Linked DNA regions of Cyprinus carpio: region 2 is linked to region 1. Evidence: chromatin contacts called from public Hi-C data. All regions are on one chromosome and are shown on one strand. The core of a region is the stretch at or near the end of the contact, and the rest is flanking DNA. Distances in the headings are between cores, read along the strand shown. Region 1 holds the start of prpf4bb (pre-mRNA processing factor 4Bb). Region 2 holds the start of acad11 (acyl-CoA dehydrogenase family member 11).

Region 1 (4,780 bases), core at 1,195-3,694:
TATAAGAGCCAATCAATTAGTGATTTTTTTTTTTTATCTGTTAGTATTTGATAGAATCCATGATGCCATGTGTCTAAAGAAGATGTCCAGGACCTCCAGCAGAAATATAGGCCCACAACATCAAAAATACAGCAGTATATTTCATTGTACACATGGGGTACTTTTTACCCCTGTTCACCAAACCCATCTTGAGTGTTTGCTGCTAAAAAGTTCATTTTTTAGTTTCATCTGACCATAGAAGCCAGTCCCATTTGAAGTTCTAGTCGTGTCTGATAACTGAATATGCTGGAGTTTGTTTTTGGATGAGAGAATTTTTATTGAAACCCTCCCAAACAACATGTGGTGATGTAGCTGCTGTTTGACAATTTTTTTTTTTAGGTTTTCAGACTCAACTTTTTTCTGCAATTCTCCAGCTGTGATCCTTAGAGAGTCTTTAGCCACTCAAACTCTCCTTCTCACTGTGCATTAGGACGATATAGAGAAACATACTCTTCCAAGCAGATTTATAAAATTTTCTGTTGATTGGAAATTCTTAATTATTGCCGTGAAGGTGGAAATGGGAATTTTCACTGCTCTAGCTCTTTTCTTAAAGCCACTTCACTAATTTGTGGAGCTCAATTATCTTTTGCTGCACATCAGAAATATGTTCTTTGGTTTTTCTCATTGTGATGGATGATTAAGGGAATTTGGGCTTTGTTTTCCCTCATTTTTGATATTTCTGTGAAACAGGAAGCCTTGGATGGATAATTTCATGTTCATAATCACCCTGGAGTGCTCAAAATTGTGAATATGAATGGGAATATAGTTCTGAGATTTTTTACTTATAAGAATTTCTAGGGGTGCCAATAATTGTGTCCAACAATTTTGAGAAAAACTTTATTCTACACCATTTTTCTACAGTAGCCCTAAATGGACAAATTGCTCTACAGAGCGTGTTTCGTCACTTTGTTGTTATTGTGAATAAAACACTGATACAATGATTTACAAGCACATTAATATCCACGATAACATCAATTTATTGAATAATCAAGTAAATATAATTCTTTAATTTACATTTACAAGAAATATCATTGCTCGCTGCTGCCTTACTGACGACAACTTCACCTGTGTTGGCCATCGTTGCTTCTCTAAAGGGAGGGGTGAGCGGGGGACTGAGCGGTTGGTTGCAATTCGCTACCTCACTGCTAGATGCCGCTAAAATTTACACACTGCACCTTTAAAGAATGCAGAATCGAATCATTATAATTGAATCGAATTGAATTTAATTGTGAATCGAATCGTTCTAAATTAGCAAAAATCGTTCTTGAATTGAATTCAAAACCTATGAATCGAATCGCTGTCTACCCAAAGATCCACAGCCCTAATATATATATATATATATATATATATATATATATATATCGATATATTTATTTTATTATTATTATATAGAGAGAGAGAGAGAGAGAGAGAGAGTTTATTCATGTAAAAATACAAGAGATGGCTTGTAGAACAAAGATAAACCATATACAGGTATGTCTCCATTTTTCATAAGTTAACACGTCTCTATCTGTGTTTTATTCAGCTAGGCCATAGTGTATGCCTTTGTATTAGGGATTTCCTGGAATGTCATATAATTTATGGCTTCTTTGAGTTTTGGATTTTGCACTTATGGGTATAAATAAGTTATAATAAGTTATTCTCCAGTGTAGAGGAGTGCATAAGATTTCCTGACAATTTTATTTTTTTTTTTTTTTGTCAAAGATTTTTAATCAGAATTTATTTTATAATAAATCCTTAGACCTTTCTAAACATTTATAGATATAGGCATCCTACATGTTAACAGGTCATGCTGCAGTTTTATATATATATTTATAATAACCATTATCAGTAATTATTGTTTTGTTTAACAATAATCAGAATTAGTAAAACATTTTTGGCCAAATAGTGCAACCCTAAAAACAGGCACAACCAACTCAGTGTTCTTTATAATTTTTGGTAAATAAAGAAAATTTAGTCTGAAAACCTTTCTTGTAACAATTCAGATGTTGTTGTTACAGTTCATATTTTGGAATTCACTTAATATTGCCTTTCTAAATAGACGCTCGTAACGCAAGTGTTTTTACACATTGATGCTTGTTTTTTTTTTTTTTTTTTTGAAATGAAACAATTATAGAGAGAAAGTGAAGTTGTGGTAGAAATGGAATCCAAAAGGTATCTTTCCGGAGCCGAAAAAGGAAGTTTTGACTGCTATATACATAATATTTATTGCTGGAGTAGGCTATTAATACTTGTTTTATATATGCAGTGATGCCCATGATCACAGATTGTCAAATGAGGTCAAACTGTGCCACATTTAGGTACAATAGAAAAAGAATAGCGAACGCAAGCAAAGCGTAATTAATTTTTTTTTAAGACTCGTGACCACCTACAGAATTTGCCGTATACACTCAAATAAATTCTCCGAAATTGTTAATGCAGGCACTAGAGAGCGCACGCGCTCCACTTCGCTTTGGCCCTCCTCACAATCTCACTGCAGAAAAAGAACACAGCGGGCCGTTGCTGAAACAAAATGGCGAATGTGGAAATGGATTTACGGAGCAAGAGGCTTAATATCGGGTATGAGCACGTGCGTTGTATGACACCATCAACAACTCATTTAAGAGCTTGGATGAGGGTGTTTTAGGGAAATGGAACAGATTCGGTCAGGGTTGTGTTGTTCTCATACTTTGCTATCTATTTTTCTGTTCGGCTAGTATTAGCGTGCTAATGCTAAATGTTATTATACAAGGAGCCAGTTGTCAAGATTCATTTATTAGAGGTGATTTTCGTTGGTTTTGTGAACTCTTTAGTTTTAAAATCTTTGAACTGTAGCATAGCACAACCTTTGTGTTTAAACATTTTATTTGGTTAACATTAGCTTCTTAGTAAAGTATCCATTAACGTTAGTCTTCATGTGACGACCACACATCATGTTAGTTCTATCTATCCAAAATTCCTATGTCAGTTAGATCATAAAACTTATCGAATTAGTCATCATAGTCCCTAAGCACATTAATATACCTACCTAGATAAATTTGTTGGTGAATTGTATGGTCAGTATTTGTGCCCTTGTGAAGAATACCGTGTTGCCTTGGCAAAACATAACAAAACCTTTGCATGTTATTTGGTGCCTAAATTAGCGCAAAACGAACTCTTTAAATTTAAAAAAGAACAAAAAAATTTCTGTGATGAGAAAAAAAAATGCTGAAATGTGACCCTTGTTTCTTTTTACATTGAGTTATACTAGTTGATGTTAATGTGCTTGTGTCATTTATCTTTACAGGCCAGAGGATTTAGAGAGTCCAGAGAAGAGTGGTAATGAGGATGAAACCGGTGACATGTCTGGAGAGGATGAAGAGGACGGTGAGGAAGAAGCGGAGGTGAATGGAGAGAAGCAGGACAGCGGTTCCAAACATCACAGCAGCGGCAGCAAACACAAAAAAAAGAAACACAAGCACCGTAACAAGCACAAAAAACACAAACATGCATCTGAGGAAGATAAGGACCGCAAACGGAAACATAGACACAAACATAAGAAGCACAGGCGCAAAGAGGAGCCATCTTCCTCACCATCTGGGGCCATCAACAGGAGGGCTGAGGATGGCTCTCCATCACAGTGCAGTGCAACCCTGGATGACAAGGCGCTTCTTGAAGACCTGGAGAAACAAAGAGCACTGATTAAAGCTGAGCTGGACAGCCAGCTGATGGAGGGGAAGGTTCAGTCAGGAATGGGCCTGATTCTACAAGGTTACAATTCTGGCTCAGAAAAGGATGAAGAGGAACAGAGGGCACGTAATGGGGAGCAACGGCAAAGAACCAGTGGGGGCAGAACCCGCTCACCTAGGGACCAGATAAGCAGGGGTGTTAGATCCAAACGGGACTCAACAGTCACCAGCAAACCAAGTGTTAAACGGCGCAGCCGCTCACTCTCTCGAGTTGGTAGGGATGCTAAACTTGAACGAATTACCAAAATTGTGAAAGAGACTGTTAAGGAGCGTAGCAAGTCCAAAGAGAAAAAACGCTCCCGGAGCAGAGACAAATCCAGGGAGCATTTGAGGAAATCCCAGTCCCCATCTACAAGAAGACGCTCTGCGGAGAGAAAGTCAGACCAGAAGGAATGTTCTGATCGGCGTTCCTCTCCCCATATAGATGAGAAGCGGGAACAAGTCACACAGAGATCAAACTCACGAGGACGCAAGAGCCGGTCACGAGATAGACGATCTCACTCTAAAGATGTTTGGCTGGGTCGCTCAGAGAAGGACAGAGAAAAAAGGCCTGGAAAGTCTCCGTCCAAAGACACCTCATCTGGGAAAGAGAATCGGTCTCCTCATCAACGTCGAGCTCTTAGCTCTCAACGTCAACACAGTTCCTCCCCTCGCCATAGGGACCGCCAGCCCAACCAGCCCCCATCGGGTTCAGCAGACCAGAGTTCCAAACTGAGCCATTCACCATCTAGAAACAGGTCACCAGTCAGCAGAGGACAAAGTCGCTCAAATGAGCGCCGGAGAGATTCCCCGTCCAGGTACACATCAACACTTTTTTTTTTTTTTTTTTTTTTTTTTTTTTTTTTTAAATTAACATTTTGTCATCATTTATTTACCCTCATGTTGTTCCAAACCTGTATGACTGACATCTGTAGCATACAAAAAAGGTGAAATAAAAAAAAATAAAAGTGACAAAAGAAGATATTTTGAATAACTTTCATACAAGTCTGTAGGGTCCAGTTTTATTTGGAGCATCTTTTATGTTCCACAGAAGA
Region 2 (4,780 bases), core at 1,444-3,943, 170 kb after region 1:
AGCACTCCCAAATACTGAAAGTCCTTTTTGTTTATAAGTTATAATTGCCCCCCCCCCATTACTTTATATTTGCTTGTATTTTTTGAAGCTATATTTACTTTTAATTCTTAACAATAATTAATTAATTATATATTAATTAATTAACATAATTATTTTAAAAAGTAGCCTGCTTATATAATTTAATAACAATGCACAAAATAAATTTGATATAATCGTGATGCATTAATCGTGATGTGATATCGAATTTAATTGAATCGTCGACATGATAATCGTAATCGGATTGAATCGTGAAACCAGTGCCGATTCACACTCCTAATTGTAAGTAGGCTACCAGTTTAAAAAATCCAAGTAGGCTAATCAAATCTGCCTATACATGAGGAGTCACCCATATAAAAGATGCTTGCCCTGTAAAAGTACATGGTAATATCACATTAACCTCTTAAGACCCTGCGGCAGGCCCGGCGCCACAAGCGGGCAAAAGGGGGCAATGCCCCCTCAGATCTGACTTGTGCCCCCTCTGTTTCAATTTTGTATTCATGGTTAAAAATAAAATGTTCAACCTTTTGAGTTAAATAATAATTTAACCTTATCCCCATGGGATTTAGATTGTTCAGTGTTGTGACTCGTGACATTACTGCCAGATTCAAACGTCTTTCGCGTTGGTTGGCGCTGAGCCAGATACGGACGAGCTCAACGCTGTCATATATCACAACTATGCAGTGTTTTCAACCTCATAATGTTTATTTTAGATTTCATACATTTAAATAGGCTACACATAAGCACTGGTAAAACAATAGCCTACATTTGGAGTCTGTGAAAGCAGCAAAAACAATCTATTCAAATATAATTTGCCAACGTGTGTTTTTCATATCAGATAAACACAGTGGAAGTAGGCTAACTATAAAGTTTAGTCTATTGTTATAAAGATTTTTAAATGACCAAACACACTCACTTACACATATTTTGTGAGATATTTCGGAATATAGGATAGTTGATGACAGTGGTAAGTAAGTTTGTGCCTTGAAAAATCTTACTTCGATATAAAACTTAAGTGTGAAAGGGTTAATTATTCATAATAAATGACGAACTGTGTGAAGGATAGCATTACAGTTGTTAGGGGTTTTATTATTGTGGCTCGAGCAAATATCTGTTACTTGTGATATTATCAGCAATTCAGTTTCAGCTAAAATGTGAAACTATCATATTCAAACAATGGCATAAGAAAGTATATGCAGCATATTTCAACCATAAAAAGCACTGCAACACTTGAGAGCACCAACATGAAGATGCCAGCAATTAAAGCAGCTGCAGTGATCGCACCAACCTCAGAGACAGCAGCACCCAGCAGAGTGCCCACCTGCGGCCAGCCCAAGCGGCAGTCCCGTCTCAACCCCAACCTCCTCCGCTGCTGCTGCCTAATGACCTCGGAACAGAAAGCCCAGTCCAGGTCTGCCTGCAGTCTCTGGTTACCTGCAGTTGCATATGGAGTGTTTTAGGGAGCGCTGTATTTAAAAATCTGTCATTGCAAAGCGAGATCTCAGTGTGTATTAATCATTCATGGTGTAATAAAGTTAAGCCCCCTTAACAATTTCACATGCCCCCTCAGTCATTTCATCCTGCAGCCGGGCCTGCCCTGTGGCCTCATATGAGGACATTATTTTTTTGTGAATTTCTTTGAGACTGTACATGCCACAGTTTTAAGTCTGGATGTCCTGTACAGAGCACATTCAGGGCTTTTCAAACATACCAAATGATTGGATGTTTCACCATGACCACTCCCTCTCCCTGCTCATCAAATATGTCTGAAATTAATTTAGTGACACGCTTATGGAGATATGATAATATTTTGTAATTATCATTTAAATCTGTCTAATTTTTATATTGTGTGTCATAGATCAACATCTCAGGAAAATGTTATGGGGTTTCAAATCAAAATATGACTTTCTGTTACGAAACAGGACGTTGATTTCATACATGTCCTCATATGAGGACACCGGGACTAAAATCATGTTTATTATGCATTTTGGGAGACACAGCAAATGAATAGGGAAATAAATTATGTTTCAATATTATATCAAATATTATATATTATTATGAAAATCTTGTCAATTATTACTCCCATTATTACACTTCTTTTTTCATTACATGTTGCCCCCAAAACACATTAATACGTAAATTAGATTTAGTTTATAGATAAATTATATATAATGAGAAAACCTGTTTATGGTCATTTTACACACATTTTGCAGAATGAAAAATGGTATATTGAATCATTCTGTTATAGTTGAGAATCATCTTAATACAAAGTTAAAAACAAACAAACAAACAAACAAAAAAATCTTGAAAACTAAAAATGTATTGGTGATTTAAAAAATCTGTTGTTTTTTTGCCTATCCATGTTCATTCATGTGTTTTTATTTATTTTTTTATTTTTTTAAGAAATTGAGTCCCGATTTCCTCTACTGAGGACATAGCATGACTTATGAATGAAATATCTTAATTTTTTACATTGTTTAGAGCATTAAAAATAATGTAAATACATGGAAAAAATATTTTTTTTTCCTAAAACTTTTGTCGAGGGTCGAGGTTAAGTCATTTTTTCAGAGCTTGGTCAATTATTGGGCTCGGTCTGCTGCTCCTCACAATAGCCTACATCACATCAGAAGTGGATGACTTTTATTTTGAAATATCCTTAAGTCGTGAACTTTATTTCTCAATTTCACTCTGTAACGCAATGGATCGCCAAATCACTGCTGTCCGTCCAGAACATCGATTTGACACTAATAACCTGAAAAGATATCTGTCAGGAAAACTTGACAGCTTTTCAGGCAACAGCACTTTAACTCTGCAGCAGTACAGGTAAGAAATTTCACAACACACATACTTTTTCAAGTGCACTTCATGCAAACAAAACGCACGTTTTGTTTGTTTGTTTGTTGTTCTATTTTACTTATTTGTTTTGAATAGAGCTGGGCAATCCAACCCAACGTTTTACATTGAGACTGCAGATAAACGCTATGTGCTCAGAAAGAAGCCTCCAGGAGAGCTGCTGCCCGGAGCTCATAAGGTAACTTAACGTTACTGTGTTCTGTACGTCGCTCATTGTATCCTTATACGGTATATTTTTGTATTGGTATATTGTTGTATTTTTGTATGGTTTATTACTACACCTGCAGTGTAGAGTTTAATGTAAGTGGAATGTTGAGTTTAAAATAGTTTATTTGGGTCAATCCAACGCTGTTGTGATCATGCAAAAAGGACTTTGGCACCAGCGACTGTCAAACTTGACAACACAACACAACACAACACAACACAACACAAATGTATATAAAGTTAATTGACCCCAGTGGTGAACTCAAAGTACAACATGTTCCTGGATCAACATCTAATAAACCAATAAGAATAAAAGGATAACTTTTAAGGAAATGTCAGTTTTGTCTTACGTTCTGGGTTGCTTCTACACCATTTTTAGTCAGCTATCATTTCCCTCTGATTTTAAGAATAAATTATGGGCAGGGTAAGGTTTAGGGGTAGGGATTGTGTTAAGTCTATAATTTTCTAAAGTAATGTTGACGTTGATAAACTTGTCTTACTTGGCAAAATCACGGCGACCGTGAAGCAGTAGAGGGAGACAGAACCAAAGTTTTTTTTTTTTTTTTTTTTTTTTTTTTTTATTATTTTTTTTTAATTTTTATTTTTTTTTTTTTTTTATTTTTTATGCCTATTTCACGTAAGAAAAACTGTATTTTTGTTTCAATCAAGAAGCCAATCTGCTGTCATAATATGTACTGGTTATTTGTTATGTCTGATTTTTCTATATTGATGATGCATCATAATTTCCTGGGATTACCAGACTCTGCATATAGAATTATATGTTCTTTAATAACATAAAACTGTATGTTAATTTCGATATCATTATTTACGGTGTTGCAATAATTTTGTTTCTCAGTTTCTGATAAGAATGAGGCAGGAGAGGTTTCTGTGAGAGTCTCTACCTATATATACCACATATAAAATGAACTTCACTGAAAGATTACGAGCTGTCTTATCTTTACCCAGAAGTTCTAAATAGCGCTCCATGCATATGGTCAACTGGGAGCACTTTTGTACTCTTTTGAATGGATAAAATATAGAAATCACTTTAATTTCCAAAAGAACCTAACCAGTTGAAAATGAAATGCTGGACGTCCCCCCTCGACACTCCCCAGACTCAGTAACCCCACCCCCCACCCCATTTCTAGCCCTCTGTGTGTTTATATATATACTTAAACTTAAATTTGTGAACATTTTTATTACTTTTGAAATAGCTTTTATCTTGAAATTAAGCTGAAATAAACTATAATTATTAGATAAAAGCTATTTCAAAAGTAATAAAAATGTTCACAAATTTAAGTTGGCGTTATACAATTGCTAAAAGGGGGGAAAAAAAAGCCAAATAGAAATATTAAAAAAGCAAAACCTAATAAAAATGACTAAAGCTCAAACAAAATTAATTAAATACAGGTCCTTCTCAAAGAATTAGCATATTGTGATAAAAGTTCATTATTTTCCATAATGTAATGATAAAAATTAAACTTTCATATATTTTAGATTCATTGCACACCAACTGAAATATTTCAGGTCTTTTATTGTTTTAATACTGATGATTTTGGCATACAGCTCGTGAAAACCCAAAATTCCTTTCTCAAAAAATTAGCATATTTCATCCGACCAATAAAAGTGTTTTTAATATAAAAAAAGTCAACCTTCAAATAATTATGTTCAGTTATGCACTCAATAC

Evidence for each region. Hi-C and Micro-C count contacts between places; a contact is called where the count stands out from the background.
Region 2: a Hi-C map of liver shows a contact between it and region 1, with 3 times the contacts expected there. The contact joins the promoter of acad11 here to the promoter of prpf4bb in region 1. A contact is called at or near these places in 2 of 8 Hi-C or Micro-C datasets (both in liver).

The regions. Positions count from the first base shown.
Region 1 is chrB24:7,867,204-7,871,983 of ASM1834038v1, forward strand. It overlaps prpf4bb (pre-mRNA processing factor 4Bb), which reads left to right and starts at 2,445. Exons shown (of 15, transcript XM_042752332.1): 1 at 2,445-2,598; 2 at 3,305-4,543. The coding sequence starts at 2,552.
Region 2 is chrB24:8,036,883-8,041,662 of ASM1834038v1, forward strand. It overlaps acad11 (acyl-CoA dehydrogenase family member 11), which reads left to right and starts at 2,694. Exons shown (of 20, transcript XM_042752009.1): 1 at 2,694-2,859; 2 at 2,968-3,067. The coding sequence starts at 2,735.